2 separate regions of the Mus musculus genome follow, and region 1 is linked to region 2. The links are chromatin contacts, called in public Hi-C maps. All regions are on one chromosome and are shown on one strand. Each heading gives the region's core, a stretch centred on a gene start, on an enhancer-like site or on the middle of the called end of the contact. The rest is flanking DNA. Distances are from core to core; before and after follow the strand shown.

Region 1 (5,594 bases), core at 849-3,348, 410 kb after region 2:
CATTCCTTCAATCTTAGTGCCAGGCCTAGGACAATGTTCTTTCTTGTGGGTAATATACTCAGTAAACAAAAAAGTTTAATTTCTATGAATAAGCAATAAGTGATATGACAAGTAAGCTAAGGAAATCAATTCCACTTATAACAGAGGAAAGAACAGTGGTCTGAGGATGCAGTTTGGTGTAAAGCACGTGCCTAGCTTGTGTGCAGCTCTGAGTTCCATCACCAGCACAACAGACAAGGTAAACCACGTAGGAATATAGTCCACAAAAGCAGGAGACATGACAGCAACAGAGATCACTGAGGGGGGCTTAGGAGAGACTTCTCCACCACTGGTGGAAGGACAACTAACCACGGTCATACAGAATGGATGCATTCAAACTCCTGCTTCACACATTTGCAAAATTATCTCAAAATGGAGGAGATATTAGGTCTAAGGTCTAACCTCTCAGAAAACGTAAGTGTCTGCTTTCATGAGCTTGGCTCAGGCAAGAGCTACTCCGATATGAAAAGGGGATGAACTAGGCTTCATCAAAACGAGAATGTTTGAGGGAGAATGGATACTGCAGTGAAGTAGATGCTTAGCATACACAAGCCCCCTCCCCCACACACACCAGAGCAAGTGTGTTAGGAACATAAAGAGACACTCCACACAATGCGAGAAAAATCTTTTTAAATGACAGAAATAAGGATCTAGAACCCATATTATATAGAGGTTTAAAACCCAATGGCTAAAATAAAAAAAAAAACAAAACAGCATAATCATATGTTGGCCAAGTAAACAAAAATGACTCCATTTAAAAATAAACAAAGGAGCTGAGTAAGACATCTTCCCAGAGATGACGTACACTTTCAACATCAGCAGGAAGAGGTACGCCACACACAGCACTGCTCTCCAGGAGGAGCCAATCAAGAGCACGGAGTGTCCATGAGCATGAGGACAACCACTGACAGTGTGTTACAGCAGGCGGCTCCGAGGCTCCCCATGAAAAACATTATAGCCGCTCCTCAGAGAGGTCAGCACTGAGCTGCTACAGCTACAGCCACGACAGTAACCTAGAAAGCTCTACACATGCATCTACACAGACACTGGACATGGGTGGTTCCTGCAGCTATTTCAGAAAAGCTCAAAGATTCCATTCCAAGAACCACCTAACCGGCTGACAGGCCTCCTCCTACCACTGCTGACCCTGCGGTACACCGTTATGTCACAGGCGAGAGGGAAGTGCTGCTACTCATCACAGCACAGCCAAAGCTCGAGAACATTTCAAAAAGTAAAATAAGAAAAGACCTTTGGTGTGTAAAGCATATCTCATTTTTAAAAGTGTATCTAGAAAATTAGTAACAAAATAAAGCCATTCATTTAGATTACTGACCCATTTTCTCCCAGCCCCCTCAATCCTGGGTCTTTAATATCTTAGTACACCGTTACACCAAAGTGTGTAAACTGAGCAGGTGAAGGAACAGAACACATGGATGTGATCTTATCCAGCTCAGTCTGAAATAAAGGTGCATTCACTGCTGACAGCTGATCCAGGACAATAAAAGTCAGACTGTAAAGACAGAAAGCCGCAGAGCAGAGCGAGTGAGGAAAAACCCATCCCAGGCTACCAAATACACAGACCTGTCAGCCTGGCATGCATTGAGATCTTACTCTGCCAAACGCAAATTCAAAATAAATATCAGGAATCTAGACAGAGGGAAGCTCAAACAAGCAAAATCATTTCTAGTTGTTAATGCAGATGAGAGAAAATAAACAGATGTGTTTTGTTCTGGGCTTGTTATTATCAAATTGGCACAGGCTGGAAGGCAGGGACACAGGAAGAGCACTGGGGGGGGGGCATGAAATGATGGGGTTCAGCTCACACCTCTATTTCAGGGATATTCAGAAATTACTTCACGGATAGAGGTCAGACCTTCTAGTGTTTGTCAATTCATGCTGCAAGAATGAGGCAAGAAGCTCAGCTGCGACTGCTTGGACCCTCAGTGCTTCCTGCCCAGGGATACAAAGGGATCCTTGGCTCTTCCACACACTGAAGGAGTCAGTCACAATGTACGCATCTCCAAACCAGACAGAAACTGCCTTCTGCTCCTGGCTCAGTTCTAGGATATACTGTGATGCTGGCTTCTGTCCAGAGTGTGCTGAGGAAGGACCTCTGGTGCCTCCACAGCTAACCTGGGCAGGACCGAAGCTGCATGCATCTCTCTCACTTTCAACCTTTTACAGAAAACAGAAGCTCTGTAACTGAAGATAATTTGGAAATTGGCATGAGAATTTAAAAAAAATAAATCCAATTGGACAATTATTGTAAGGCTCCTGCCAACTTTTGGTTCCTTGCCACAGAGAGTAATGATTCCTGCCAGTCACTAGGAAAAGAATAGCTTCTAGAAAAGCCAAGTTTTGATGAAAAAAAAAAAAAAAAAAACCCAGTAACCCTGCATCAGCACATAGCAACTTGTAGGGAGCTGGGGCTCTGCAAATCAGATTCAAATTCAGGAACTTAATTTTTGCTTCTGCAAAGGAGTTCCAGGCTGGGAACAGAGCTCGATGGTAGAATGTTGCCTAGAGTGTGTGAGGCCCTAAGTTCACCTCTCAGAGTAATAAGCAAGCAAACAAACCAACAAACCAATGCGAAGTTCCTGGCAAAGAATAATTATCATATGGCCTTTGCGGTGCAGACCATGGATAGATAACACGTGCTTCAAGGGCAACGCAAAGACCTCAAGTTATTCTGTCCAAGTTTATTCTGTAATGTTGAAAAGCAAAAGAAACAAACCCAAGCCAATACAGGCAGAAAGTAGCCATAGCCCCCATATGTTTCCACATTAAAGAACTAAACAAATTGGGTGTGGTAGCACTCACCTCTAACCCCAAGACTATGAAAGCAGAGGCCAAGAAAGCAAAGTTCAATTCAGCACCTAGGACAGTTCCCCAAATGCCCAGTGAGCTGAGACATTACACTCTGAACACTTTGAGAGAGTAAGCTTTATGAAGGTGGGAGGGAATTGGGAATCAACAGAAGCCTGTAGACTGTCTCTGTAAGAGGATCATTTTTGTTTGTTTGCAACAGAGTTTCTCTGTGTAGCCCTGACTGTCCTGGAAGTCACTGTAGATTCAATTGCCCTGGGTGTTAGGATCCAGGCATGCACCACCCCTGCCCCACTGTTAGAGGATCTCAAGAGGCATGTGCTAGAAAGCTGCTCACACCAAGTGGGCCTCCAAACTGAAACCTCAGCCAAGCAAGCTGGTCCACAGGCGCCTGTGAAGGACAGGGCCAGTGAGGGAGGGGTACCTAGCACCTTGTCTCAAAAAGCGAGACTACATGCTCTCAGTTAACCATGAAGAGCAGCAGCCAAGCTTTAAAAAAAAAAAAAAATCTCTGAATTGTACCACCATCACCAAAGTTTCAGCAAGGCACACAACCACAGTATACAGAACACACAGTACCATCCTCTTGTGTTTCCTGTCAGGATTGATGCTCAGGAAGAGTTATTAACTAGTGGATTTTGTTTTCACCATGATAGGGAATTGGCACTCCCAGTCACAGAGAGTTCATGGCAGCGAAGGACTGAGCCATCACTCTGATACCCTCACATAGGGTTAGGAATGGACAGACTGCTCAATGTCAAATGAGAGAGTGCTCTAAGGAAGTTCTATGTGTATTACAGCATCCAGAGCCAGTGTCTGCCCTGATGCCTTATCAATATCCGATAGGACTGACAGTGTACCACCTCATTAAGTGACTCATCCCCAAAGTAGTCACACCATTAATAAGAGGTAGAGTTAGGTCCAAAATGGAAGTTTTCATTGAAAGCGCATCCCTCTTCTGAGCACTTTTGTTAATGAACACACCCACAGAGGCAGAGGACACAAACAGAAACACATGGGAGAAAACTGACGAAAGGTAAGTGTTGGGGTGATTCCCTCAGTGGGTAAGAAAACACTTGCTGTGTACGCTTGATGACCTGAAACCTAGCCTTGGGAGGGAAGTCAGAGACAGATCTCAGGACATTCCTGCCCAGCCAACTCAGCTGAAATTACAGGGTTCCAGTCCACCGAGAGAGCCTGTCTCAAGACAGTAAGGCAGTCAGTGATAGCAGAAGGCACTTCATATCATCTTATGGCATTCACAGTGGCACAAGTGCTCACAGGCACTCGTGTGTACACATCACACACACACACTTTACATGCGTGTGCTGCAGAGGCACGTTGTGGTCTGGTCCTCATTCACACTGGCAATGTCCTTGCTCCCTTCAGTAAGGAACTCTGCAGGTGAGCATTTCACAAAAGATTTTAATTTTATTTTTCATCAAATCTGGGAAACTATCTGATAACCCCACTGTTTACTGTTTCAACTTTTATATTCCTTTTGAATCAACTTGCAACACATCTGCTGATAACATAATAAAGAGAAATTACCAGGGATTAAAGCATGAGTCATTCTGGGTAAGTTCCAACATTTGTTCCCAATCTAACTCAAATGGCAGCTTTCAGAATGAGCCTAGAGGGCCATTTTTGGAACAACAAAAGAGGATCTTTTGTTGTGTGTTCATTTTCAATTCTGGCTCACTGAATTTTTATATCTAAGACCAAGGATTTTGAGGTATGTTTACTGTTTTGATGAGTGTATTAGCCAGCTCCTCCTGGGTGCGACCTGCAGCAGCCTCTTGCAGATTCCGGCTAGGGTTTAAAATTCTTGTATGTCCCTGAAGTTATTTTCCCAACAGTCTAGATTTGCTCTGTTTGAACCAAGGAAAAAATGGAAGGTAGGCTGGGTAAGTAAAGGCTAAATGCAAAGCAACACACAGGACGAATCAGTTAAGTGACTGTTTTCAGAAGAAAGCAAAAGTGTTTCATTTTAACAGTGCTTTCCTATGCTGGCGTCCACAACGAAAATCAATAGGAAGCCCTGAAAGAACTATGCAACTGGACTCGGTCAGCAGACCAGCGAAAGTGCACGGTGCTTGTTTGCCTGGCCTGGCTGATTTAAGAATCTCTGAATTCAGGGGCCCAGATGACGGAGAATCAGATGTATGATCAAAAGAAAAGAAAGCTGTTCCCTGTTTGTTCTCTGGAGATTACCTGATTATTTTTTTCTCCCAGAGATGGAGTAAAAGAAAAGAAGAACAACTCACTAATGTATATAACCTAAAAACAAGTATGCAAGGGTAACTTAAAGCCACAGCCTCTAAGGATGAATCTGGTGGCCCCAGGCAACACTTATTGCAGGCAGCTTCTGCCACTGCCACTTGAGGATTTCCTCTACCAAGGCAGCCTGTGCCACTGCGTGCTGAGTTGGAAGATGTACACGGAGTGGCATTGCAGTTGACCTACATTTTCCTTTCTAAACATATTTTTACATTCTGTTGTTTCCTTTCCCCACAGCACTGCTGTGTGGGCAGGGCAAAGAACACACCGGAATCCGTTTTCCTCTCACCTAGGTTACAACATGTCCAATTCAAACACTGACACCTTGGCCCTGCATCAAGAGATACAGTTGTGGGGGCCATTGTGTTTGCATATTGGCCTAATAAATCCCTGAAAAAAACATCCAAAACACAAGCTATAAATACTCCAGAGAAAACAGTTGCTTCATG
Region 2 (5,593 bases), core at 1,712-4,211:
TATCTATGATTTAATGTGCCTAAGCTCAAGTGTCCAGCCCAGGGAATTCTCTCATGGCGAACAGTCACACAGCCACCACCCAGATCAAAATACAAAGTATTCACCCGGTGTGGTGATGGGTGCCTTTAAACCCAGCACTCGGGAGGCAGAGCCAGGCAGATCTCTGAGTATGAGGCCAGCCTGGTCTACAGAGAAAGAGGACTACATAGTGAGAACCTGTCTCAAATAACAACAACAACAGAATATAAAATAGTTGCACATCCCAGTGCCTCAAAACAGGAATGTCCTCTCCCACACCACAGCTCTACCATCACCAACACAGACACACACAGACACACACGGACACACACAGACACACACACACAGACACACACACACACACACACAGAGTCAAAAGTAGCCACAGCGATTCGTAGTTCTTACAAAGTGCTATTATCTGCCCTTGAACTTCACGTAAATGGAATTGTACAGGATGTGGTTTCTGTTTTTGCCCGATGCCTTGACTCAGCCTCGTACCTGTGAGATGCATCCGTCCTGTTGTAGACACTTAGAGCAATTCTTTTTCATTACTGCATAGAATTTCAGTGTAGAAATAAAAGTGTGCATTGGGAGTTGGGGGTGTAGCAGAACAGTAAATGACTTGCTTAGCATGTTCAACCTCTAGCCTCACCAAAACCAAAACCAAACAACAACAACAACAAAAACAAAGAAAAGAGAAAAGAAAGAAATAGAACCGACTGTGTATATCACGAGTTAATTGCTCCATGTCTTATTGGACATTGTGTTGCTTAGAGTTGTTGCTATTTTTTTTCCCTCAGTGTTGAGAATTGCGCTAAGGGCCCTGCCACTGAGCTACATCCACAAACCCCTCCTCCATTTTGTTTTGGAGGATAGGGTCTCCCTTAGCTCAGGCTATCCGTCCTCCAGATCTCAAGTGCTGAGGGCCTGCAGCATCACATCCAGGGTTGGCCATTATTAGCAAAGCCGCTGAAAATACCCATGTATCTGTTGTCTGAGGAATCCATTAACATTATTTTCAGACACATACTTGACTTTTAAACGCAACAGCAGAGCACTTTCCACCTCTTCCTGTGGACTGCTCCATGCTGGGCTGAGATTACTCCATAGCTTGTGGGAGAAGAGAGCAGCCTCAGGCCTCGCCTCTGGCCCCCTGCTGATCCTCGGCGTCCCCAACCACAGCCTTGCGTCTCCATGTTGAGGTCCCTGTCTGGAAGCTGCAGCAGAGGATACAGAGAGGTTTGGGTTTTGTCTTTTTTTTTTTTTTTTTTTTTTAAATACTGCTAGGCTATTTCGAGGGTTAGAACTGATTATCCTGACAGAATTGGGATCAGCTATGAGTTGGGCCCCTGGGCACACCTGTAGGGAATTATCTTGGTTTTATGAATCGATATAGAAAGAGCTATCTTCATTTCGAGAGGGACCCTTCCCTGGGTAGGGAGTCTTGGACTGTGACATTAGGGATTCGGAAGAGCTGAGCACACATGCATCCGGCACTTGCTTCTAGCTGCTGATGCTTTGTGGTCAAGATGCTTCAGGCTCTTGATGTCCAGACTTGCCCACCATGATGGGCTGTGACCAGGAAGGGTGAGCTCCCTATCACTGGAACAGGAGAAGAAATGAAGAAGCTGGCATTTTAGATGTGAAACCGTTTATCCTGCAGATTGAAGACTCGGCCTTGGGAAGGCTGGTGGCTCTGAGTCCAAACTGTGGTTCCTCTGCCTGCCCGTTCTTTGGGCTTCAGCAGTTGAAGCTCTCTGAGGCTACATTTCCTTACCTCGGAATCTGGGAAGAGTACAGCTTACCTCGGGGGCACTGTCAGAATAGCCTAACAGACATAAATCACACAGCATAGCATGCCACACCTGCAACCGTGTTGGTTTTTCCTTGTTTGTTTTCTGCCCAAGGTCGCACAGCTAGCAAGCAGAGACACTCTGGAAACAGCTTTTGAAAGGAGGGGTTCAGGGGGAAAATACAAACCACATTACTCAGTGCCAGATTAGGGTCTGTGACAATGACTTTGCGTCTCTATACCCGTGCCACATCCTCGTACTTAACATACAGCTGGACAACAATCAATGTGTGTTCAATGAGTGAGTACAAGAAGGAACAGACACGCAGAAGGGCTCCCACCCAAAACTGCCTTTAGGAACCTTGTTTCAGAAGACTCAGTGGATCAGAGACTCTAGTGGTTAAAGGGGCTTGCTGCCAACCCTCATGACCGGAGTTCAATACTCAGGGTCCACATGGTGGAAGGAGAGAACCAATTCTCAGGGTCCACATGGTGGAAGGAGAGAACCAATTCTCATATGTTCTCTAACCTACACACACATACACACATACACACACACACACACACACACACACAAATGCAAAACAACTGGACAAACAAGCAAGACCCCAAACTTATTTCAGGCTGACATCCAGGTATAATTCCCTGGGATGGAGAAGCTTGCCAATAACCCCCCAGTGGGTGTTATTTTCTGGGATGGAAAAGGTGTTATCTGCCTCATATCTGATGAAACAGGTCACAGATTGGCATCAGGGAGCAGGGAGAAGGTAACTGGCCACCTTGAGTACAAGCTGGTCCTAGTGACTTGTGCCTAAAGGAGATCTGGGGTGGATGTGGAATAACAGACAGGAGCTGTTGCCAGAATGTACACCTCAGGCCCCTGCCACCTCCCTTCCTCTGTTGCCAGGAAAGCCCAAGTTTGTGGGGACTGCCTTGAAACCAGGCCAGGAAACAGTCTGGAGTTTCTTCCTGCCTCCTGGAGACGGGGTTTCTTCTGCAGCTCTCTCCTGTCTGGGGGTGACTCATCAGTTGTGGTGTCCTCCATAGCAGAAGAGGGTTCCAGAGAAGAGGGGCCGCCCGGGGCATATCCATCTGCTGAACAGCCAGTGCTGGCAGTAAGGCCTCTGGGCTGTTTCAATTGTGACCACAGGGGGGCGAGAGGGAGCCAGGCCCAGCGGCCCGGCCATCTGGATGTTCCTAAGCTGGGAAGAGCCCTGGACTAAGCCTGCGGAGGCGGTGCTGATGCTTCTTGGGCCTCCCAGGAGCTCTGGGCCTCCACTAAATCTGAAATAAACTCTGCCTAAAATCAGGACTAGAATCTCTCATTTACAGAGAGATTCCTAAATCAGGGGAGCGTACTTGCTCGATCTATCTACTATTGATCTCCTGAAAGCCTTAAGTCAGCTTCTTCCCTTATCATCAGGTCAGTCAGGGACTGAAGACTGTAGCTACGGTGATTAAGGCTTTGCCTAGCATGCACGAAGCCCAGGGTTCCAGCCCAAGCACTAGCTAAGCTGGGTGCGGTTAGTACACATGCTTGGATATGCTCACAACCTGCATTTTATATGTACATATATTTGAGGCAGGGGTATCTTTTTTATTTATTTATTTATTTATTTGATTACTCGGACTTTGTTTTGCTTTCTTGTTTGTTTGTTTGTTTAGATGGATTCAAATAGCCCAGGCTGGCCTCCATGGGCTTTGTGCCTGGGGGTGGCTTTGAACTTCTCATCCTCCTACTTTGACTTCCTCAGTGCTGGGGTTACAGGTGTGTGCCACCATACCTGATTTAAGGGATGCTGAAATGTGCTAGGCAGGCTTGCTAACCTTGCTTGTGTCTGTCCCTCACCTGGATCATAGCCCACGGTCATATCAGAGCTGTCCCCATGTGAGGTCAGAGGTCGACACAGGCTCTCCACAGCCTTTGGTGCTTCGCCTTGACTTGTCAATAATCTCCATCACACCTCAAAGTAGATGATACTGAGCCTCAGAGATATCGATCGAAGAATCCAAAGCCACACAGCTAGAAGAGTGTGGTGTGTGCTCCAGAGAACATAGCCCCTCCATTTCCCACACCCAGTAAGACCCCCGCTCCCACCTCCCATCACAGCCATCTGCTTGCAGCAAGCAACTTGACCTCTGTCCCCCACCCCTCCTTCAGACTGGGGGACTTCCCAGGGAGAACAGAGTCTTGCCTAATTGCAAAGGCTTAAGCGTACAAGCCTTTGCTTGAAAGTGATTGAGGCTTAACTCCAGGAACCAAGTCCAGCACGATTTACTCTGAGTATCTGTTAATCCCTCTGCCTGGCCTAGAGAGTGCTACCTGGAGTGATACCCAAGGCTATGTGTGAACATGTCCGTCCCCCCACCCCCAGCTCCTCTCCTCCTTGACCTCTGCACTCCCACCCCCAAGCCCAGTCCCTTTCTGGGACTGCAATATGTGTTCACCAAGACTGTCTCGAGGGCTGGTGAGATGGCTCAGTGGGTTAGAGCACCCGACTGCTCTTCCGAAGGTCCAGAGTTCAAATCCCAGCAACCACATGGTGGCTCACAACCATCCGTAACGAGATCTGACTCCCTCTTCTGGAGTGTCTGAAGACAGCTACAATGTACTTACATATAATAAATAAATAAATCTTTAAAAAAAAAAAAAAAAAAATCCAAAATTTAAAAAAAAAAAAAAAAAAAAGACTGTCTCGAAAGAAGGAACACCAGTCCAGATGTCACGGCTGACACCTTGGGATTTGACGGCCTCTCAAACTCTCTCAGGAGTCTCCATCACTTAGGGCCTGGCTCAGACTGTGTTGCGCTTGACCTCAGGGTTCCCTTTATCTGCAGCTCCAACGGTGTTCTAACTTACCTGATAGATCCTTGTCCTTCTGATTTGGGGTTCTCAGAAGGGAGTTTTGCTGATGCTCTGGGCTCTGGTGCCCACTCTGCAGAGACACCTCAAGCGGCTCCCTGGTATTCTCTATGGCGAAGGCTGCTCCTGTTGCCTGTCTTCTTTTTACTTTTATTTATTTTTGAGACAGAATGACTATGTAGCCCAGGCTGAGCTCCAACTTGTGTCAATCCTCCTGACTCAGCATTCCAATCCTGGCTTGGGTTGCAAGTATGGGTTACTGTATCTCATCTGTGGCAGCTCTTCTGCAACAACCGAATCTATGATTCTCTGATGCTCATCTCTGCACATGGCCATGTAGAATGTGTGTGTGTTGTATACATATGTGTACATGTCTACCTATGTTTTCCAGTACATGCATGTCTGGAGACCAGAGCTCTACCTCTGGTATCGCTATTGGTTTCCACACCTTTTGTGGGGATACGTTCTTGTTGGTTTATTTTGAGACAGTGCTGCTCTGTGTAGTTCTGGCTGCCTTGAAACTCACTCTGTAGACCAGGTTGGCCTTGAACTCACAAAGCTCTGCCTTTCTTTGCTTCTCAAATGCTGGCAATAAAGGCATGTGTCACCACCTTGGGCTCCACATTAGCTTCTTAATTTATTTTTTATTTCACGTGCACTGGTGTTTTGTCTACATGTGTATCTGTGTGAGGGTGTCAGATCTTCCTAGAAATGGAGTTCCAAATAGTTTTGAGCCACCATGTGGGTGCTGGAATTTCAACTCAGGACCTCTGGAAGAGCAGCCAGTGCTCTTAATCACTGAGCCATCTCTTCACCATTACCATCATCACCCTGTTAGTTTTTTTTTTAAAGATTTATTTATTTATTATATGTAAGTACACTGTAGCTGTCTTCAGACACTCCAGAAGAGGGAGTCAGTT

Evidence for each region. A called contact is a pair of places that touch in the nucleus more often than the background predicts.
Region 1: a Hi-C map of cerebellum shows a contact between it and region 2, with 1.8 times the contacts expected there. The contact joins two enhancer-like sites. A contact is called at or near these places in 1 of 39 promoter capture datasets (cranial neural crest), 1 of 484 Hi-C or Micro-C datasets (cerebellum), 1 of 115 datasets of contacts at active chromatin or transcription factors (embryonic stem cells) and 2 of 9 other capture datasets (embryonic tail and embryonic trunk).

Annotation. Positions count from the first base shown.
Region 1 is chr17:30,386,968-30,392,561 of GRCm38.p6, forward strand. The region is part of intron 6 of Btbd9 (BTB (POZ) domain containing 9); the gene reads right to left. Among named protein-coding and RNA genes, the nearest start is that of Btbd9, 190 kb to the right of the region's middle. Within about 2 kb of position 2,099, at least 17 of the 459 cell types and tissues checked have an H3K27ac peak or open chromatin away from gene starts, as enhancers often do. A contact at or near this core is called in cerebellum, where this site is marked.
Region 2 is chr17:29,972,985-29,978,577 of GRCm38.p6, forward strand. No RefSeq gene overlaps it. Among named protein-coding and RNA genes, the nearest start is that of Zfand3, 29 kb to the right of the region's middle. Within about 2 kb of position 2,962, at least 49 of the 459 cell types and tissues checked have an H3K27ac peak or open chromatin away from gene starts, as enhancers often do. A contact at or near this core is called in cerebellum, where this site is marked.